Regions from separate parts of the Gossypium hirsutum genome. Here region 1 is linked to region 2. A link is a contact called in public Hi-C data. All regions are on one chromosome and are shown on one strand. The core of a region is the stretch at or near the end of the contact, and the rest is flanking DNA. Distances in the headings are between cores, read along the strand shown. Region 1 holds the start of LOC107952485. Region 2 holds the start of LOC107951174 (phosphatidylinositol 4-kinase gamma 2).

Region 1 (2,971 bases), core at 426-2,925, 890 kb after region 2:
ATTTAATGTAATTAGGGCACGATGCACTGCCTATCAGAGATCATGGATGAGTGAAATATGGAGGCCATGTAGATTTCTGTTTTTTGCTTAGCCTTTTCAATTGAATGAATGTATCAGGTCATTTTAAACTCAAAATAAAAATATAAAAAAAAGGTAAAGAGTTGAAGTAGAATTAGACATTTATATTTTAATATATATATGCGTGGGAGGGGTGTGCCCCCTGTAATTGGAATTTCAATAGGAATTACTACCTTTTTAATTCTGTTTCATGTTCTTTATTTTTTCTTGCGCAATATTGCGCAAGGCCCTTTCAATTTCATTTTATTTTCAATTAATTTTTGTTAAACTTTTAATTTAAAATTTATATTTAGTTTTAGGCCGGTAGAGAGTTAATAAATTCGTAACCACACTTAAAAACTTCCGTATTGGTATTTGTTATTTTTCTAATTTAAGATATAAGTATCATCGTCTTATAAAATTGTATTGATATCAAATTAAAAAGAGCTCATTAATTCGGTGTTGATAAACATAGAGTTGGAAGAAGTGATATGATCGTCTATCATATTTGGTCTATCGGAGAACACGTTGGTGTGTCCAATTAAGTGGTTAGTTGGATCCGTCAAAGGAAATAGCAATCAGGTTTAAACAACCTGCGCAGTTGAGGTTGTTGGTTCAAGTTAGACCCTTCTAGTTTCCAAAGCTACTGAAGAGCTAAATCATGGACACGTGTTTCGTGGTTATTCGTTAAGTAAAACTACAGAAGGATTGGTGGTCTGGGCGTCCTCATTCACTATAATCGACTTTTCAGTTAAAGGAGGAGACTTATTATCAAGTATCAGTTTGAAATCATGGCAAAATCGAGATTGAAGCTAGAAATTTCATTATATTGGTTTATTTAATTTAACTTCTTTTATGCTTATTTCTATTGTTATCTAGATTTTAATTATTTTTACCTTTATCATATTTAAATCCATCATTTTTACTTTTGCACAAATCGTCACATGTTGTGGGCATAATAATTGTCTGGTGCACAACTTAGTTAAACCGAAACAACAATTTTAGATATTCTAATCTCTGTAGGATCGGTCGTACTCTCTATATTGCTATTTATTTATGGTTTAAACATAAAAAATATTATTTTTTATGGATTCGAAAGCCATCAATTAATATATAATTTGAGCAACTTTTATGAGTAAATAGTGGCAATACGAGAATATAATATATTTCTTAAAGACAAATTGAGTATTTTAAAATATATATTATTTAATAAATATTTTTTCTTTATTGGCTTTTTGTTAATTTTTTTATGGTAATTATATTTTTTATTTCAATGTTTTTTATTCAACTATCGAGCAAGTGCTTTTTTTTCTTTATTTTACTATTATGATTTTGGACTTCTTTTTTATTGTATTTGATAGTTTTTCTATCAATAATTAATTCTGAATACTTTTTTAATTGTGTTTGTCACTTTAAGTTCCTTACTGAAATTTAATTTTAGAAAGCCATCATATTAATATTGAACAATATTTATACCAATCATAATTATTTTATGCTATAATGATATTGTTATTTCTAAGTGTAAATTTGTTCATTAAAGAATTTGGACATTGATTTTATGTTTGAATAAAAAATTATCATAAAATTTTAAAATTAAAAAAATTAAAATTAAAAAAAAATGACTTTTGGTGAGAACTCTGGTCTTGGAAGTTCTATTGTTGAGGAATTGATTCCTAAGAAGGTCAGATTTCGGGATAAGGAAGAGGAGGCGACGAGCGGAATAATGGTCGATACGCCCTCAGATCAACTCACTTCTTGGAGAGATAAACTCGTCGGACAGTCCTCAAAAGATGTCTTCAATAGTTTGGTTGATAATGATAATATTGATATATTGGAAGGGGACGTCCAAAAGACATTTGTGAATGGCGTACCCTCCATAACTTTCTCAGACAGAATCCATCAAATCCTTGTTCAAGGCATGGATAATACTGTGATTTTAAAACTTCTAGGCCGGAATATGGGATTCACAGTTTTGCAGAATAAAATTTACGATTTGTGGAGACCCACAGCACCTATGCACATGATGGATATCGAGAATGGATACTTTCTAGTGAAATTTCAAAATAAGATGGATTTCAAAAAGGCCCTAGCTGAAGGACCATCGATCATATTTGGTCAGTATTTGACAGTACAACCATAGACGATGGGTTTCGGTCCTTCTCAGAATTTTCCAAGAGTTGTGATGGCATGGATCAGATTCCTAGCTCTTTCGAGCTACTAATATAACAGGAAAATCATTTCAGAATTTGGGGAAGTAGTTGGTAAAGTGGTTAAGCTTGATTTAAATACCGACAGCAGGACGAGGGGACATTTTGCTAGATTAACAGTTTATGTTAATCTGGGCGAACCTTTGGTATCACAAATTTTGATCAATGGTAGAACGCAAAAAGTGGAATATGAAGCTTTATCTACTATCTGTTTTCATTTTGGAAGGTATGGACATGTGGAAAATCTCTGTATTTTTAAAAGTCCTAAACCCACGGTTGAGGCGAATCATGATTTGTCTGCAACGGTACCGGAAAACCAGAAGTTGGCCATGGAAGAATCGGAGAAGAAAGACGAGAGTTACGGGTTGTGGATGATTGTTGAGAGGAAATCAAGGCATAAATTTCGTGATAATTTTCAAAAATCTGCCGAAATTCAAGAAAAGAAAAGGGAAGGATCCCGATTCAGTTGCCTAAATAATAGGGATTTAAACAATGAATTTAATGATGGAGAAGTGGCAGACTTTCAAAACTCTAAAGAGAAAGAAATTTCTCCCAGAAATCAGTATATTAAAGGCGTTGACCCGAAAATTAATAGGCTGAATGATTTTGTAAAAAATTCCAATAAGGGCAAACAAAAGGTTGTAGGCCCTAATACCGGACCAGGCCCGATTTTTAAAAAAACTGCTGGCTTATTTTAGAACCCAACC
Region 2 (3,225 bases), core at 422-2,921:
ATGCTAAAAACAATTTTACAAACAAAAAAGCTGAAATTAAAAGGAAAAGGACTCAATTGAAATAAAATTAAAATCAACAAGATAATCTATAAATGAACAAAGCGTTGGAGCCTAATTTGGGACTTAAATACAATGTGTGCAAACTTATGGGGATTGAAAACGAAATTATCCCATGTTCCAAAACGCAGTGCTTAAACACGGAAAAAATTAACACCGCGCCTAAATCTCAAAGAAAAATTAAAGAACGAAGAATGAAGAATTAACACGGACAAAAAGGGAGGACTAAACACATAAATTCCCCTTTTTAGAAAAAAAAAAAGAAACCTTCCCCCCTCCCCCCAAGTTATCTGTTACGAATCAAAAGGAAAAGAAAAAAAAAGGGTTTTCTCCCTTTCTACTCTACTAGGGCACAAATAGATCAGCCCCCTGCTGCTAATCCACCCCGATCACGAATAACGGCGACCGGAGGAGCCCCAACCAAGTACCTTCGACCCTTTTCGCTTTCTTTATTTTTTATTTAAAAAAACACTTCAAACACTATGTCCTACTTTAAAACAACTCAAAATAAAACCCATGAAAAGAGAACATCAATAACAACAAAAGAAATCTAAAAAAAATGCAACCTTTGCTTTTTGATTTCTCTGAATTCTTTCTTGTATATTTGTTGATTTTTTAGATCTATATTTTATTTTTCTGAAAAAGGAAGGGGAAAAAAAAGTTCCCAAAACAATAAAAATTTTAGGGCTTTATAGTCGAATACAACTTGTTTCTTGCTATTTTCTTGCTCAAGTCGCAGGTGCCGTAAAGACGTGGAGGAGGAGTGCACGGACGTGATGCGTGCGACGTGCGACGCGCGAGCTGGGGGCGTGCGTGGGGCGTGCGGCGCTAAACTTGGCTTCTGTTTTGCTAATGGTTGTGGGCTAGGTCTAAGGTCAAGTTTGGGCTTTCTGCTTTGGGCTGTTTTGATTAGGGCCCTACATACATAATTAGAGTGATTCCATTTTTACTAATGAGATAAGACAAAACTCCAAATAATAATTTTTTTTAAGAATTAAGATATCTTACAAGTCATTTTTATGAGATATCTTAAATGTCAATTATACTACTAATGAAGTTTAATTCTTTTGGGATTTGTGACTATTTTTATTAATAAAATTATTTTTAAAGTTGGAGTTGAAGTTTTATTTTTAAGAATGCAATGCAATAATAAGCCATCAATTATTGATAAAAATAAAAATAAGAGTCATATATCATGATTTTATTTATAAATTGTATATGACAATAGATATTCATAATGTTACATGAAGGAGTTTTGTTTTTATTATTTTGGTATGAATTTTAGTTTAATTTAAATATGAATATATTTTAATTTGTTTATGGATTGTAGTAGTTTGACGGTAGTGGTAATTATAAAATTATATCAATTGTAATAGAAACTTGTATACAATTATAATAGTAATTTGAGGAGAAAATGATGAAATGTGTATAGCCTATATTAAATACAATCGGATTGAAGATAAGATTAAAAAAGACGATTCTCGGTGGGTATTTCAGTAAACTCAACAGTCAACCTCCGCTCCTTCTCTGAACTTTAACCAAACGACCGTTACTCACACTAACCGTATTTAAAATAAAAATCTAAAATAATAATAACAAAAACAGGCCCCTTATAGTCGTTGGATCAAAGGTGAAAGAAAGCTTTATAAAATGCCAACGACTCCAGTATCATTCCTCCTTTTTATCTCCTTTCTCAGTTTTACTTTGGACGACTACCATTTTTATTTTTATTTTGCATTGGAGCAGAGAAAATAGCTGATACAATCGCGCTAATCAGAAACGGAAACCACCATTTTCGGAAATACATAAAAACAAAGATGGCGACTATTTTATATTAATTACGGTAGTTCGATCTCCCACTTCCATAGTTTTTACTTATTGTTTCTTTTCTTCATTAAAAAATAATAATAATTCCCTCTCCTCCTGCTGTCTCTCTTTGCAAATGTTTGGAAATTTCATCTTTTTGCCTAAAAAATAATATTTTTACAGTTATATCTCTGTCCCTTTGACTGCAGATTGAAAGGAAAATAATTAGTTTTTTTCTTTTTTCCTAATTTTTGTTGTTGATTTCTTCATTCAAATGTTTTTCGGTTGAAACAAAAGAAGAAGAAAGACAAAAACCCGAAATGTCTGTCGTAGATGTTGCTTTGAGTCCGGTTCGTCGAGAAGCGGTTCACTCTTCTGGTTATTGCTATAACCAAGCGGGTGACTCGATCTTGATTTACCTTTCGGTTTCCGGTTCGGTGATTCCGATGCGGGTTTTAAAATCCGATTCGATAGCCTCCGTCAAGCTTCGGATCCAGACATGTAAAGGCTTTGTAGTGAAGAAACAGAGGCTTGTTTTTAAAGGCAGAGAATTGGCTCGCAACGATTCGCTTGTTAAAGACTACGGCTTGAAAGGTGGGAATTTTTTGCACCTAGTTTTAAAACTTTCCAATCTTTTGCTCATCACTGTAAGAACAAGTTGCGGGAAAGAGTTTGAATTGCATGTTGATAGGTTTAGAAATGTTGGGTATTTGAAACAAAGGATAGTTAAACAAGGGAAAGGTTTCGTTGATGTTGATGAACAAGAAATCTTTTGTAATGGTGAAAAACTCGATGATCAAAAACTAATTGATGATTTATGTAAAGATAGTGATGCTGTGATTCATTTGATGGTTCAAAAATCAGCCAAAGTTCGAGCTAAGCCTGTTGAACCGGTTAGAGATTTCTGGTTTGAACCAGTTATTTTGAACCCCAAAGTGAAATTGCCTTGTTTTATGTGGGATATGATGCATTCTACATTTGATGGGTTGGATTTGGGGAACCAGCCAATTCGATCACCGGAAGGGACAGGAGGGGTTTACTTTATGCAAGATAAGTTGGGGGTTGATTATGTTTCGATCTTTAAACCGATCGATGAGGAGCCGATGGCAAATAACAATCCACATGGAGTCCATGGATCATCAAATGGTGAAGGGTTGAAAAAGGGTACAAGAGTTGGAGGAGGAGCAGTGAGAGAAGTGGCTGCTTATATATTGGATCATCCCAAGAGTGGACCTCGGTCTTTGTCTGGTGAGATGTCGGGGTTTGCTGGTGTCCCTCCTACTTGCATGGTTCAGTGCTTGCACAAAGGGTTTAACCATCCAAATGGGTATAAATGTGCACCTGAGAATGTTAAGGTTGGGT

The links. Hi-C and Micro-C count contacts between places; a contact is called where the count stands out from the background.
Region 1: a Hi-C map of leaf shows a contact between it and region 2, with 1.8 times the contacts expected there. The contact joins the promoter of LOC107952485 here to the promoter of LOC107951174 in region 2. A contact is called at or near these places in 3 of 34 Hi-C or Micro-C datasets (callus and leaf).

Annotation. Positions count from the first base shown.
Region 1 is chrA02:46,674,677-46,677,647 of Gossypium_hirsutum_v2.1, forward strand. LOC107952485 reads left to right here and starts at 1,676. Exons shown (of 3, transcript XM_016887736.1): 1 at 1,676-2,171; 2 at 2,301-2,902. The coding sequence starts at 1,676.
Region 2 is chrA02:45,788,371-45,791,595 of Gossypium_hirsutum_v2.1, forward strand. LOC107951174 (phosphatidylinositol 4-kinase gamma 2) reads left to right here and starts at 1,672. Exons shown (of 3, transcript XM_016886117.2): 1 at 1,672-1,900; 2 at 2,161-3,225. The coding sequence starts at 2,184.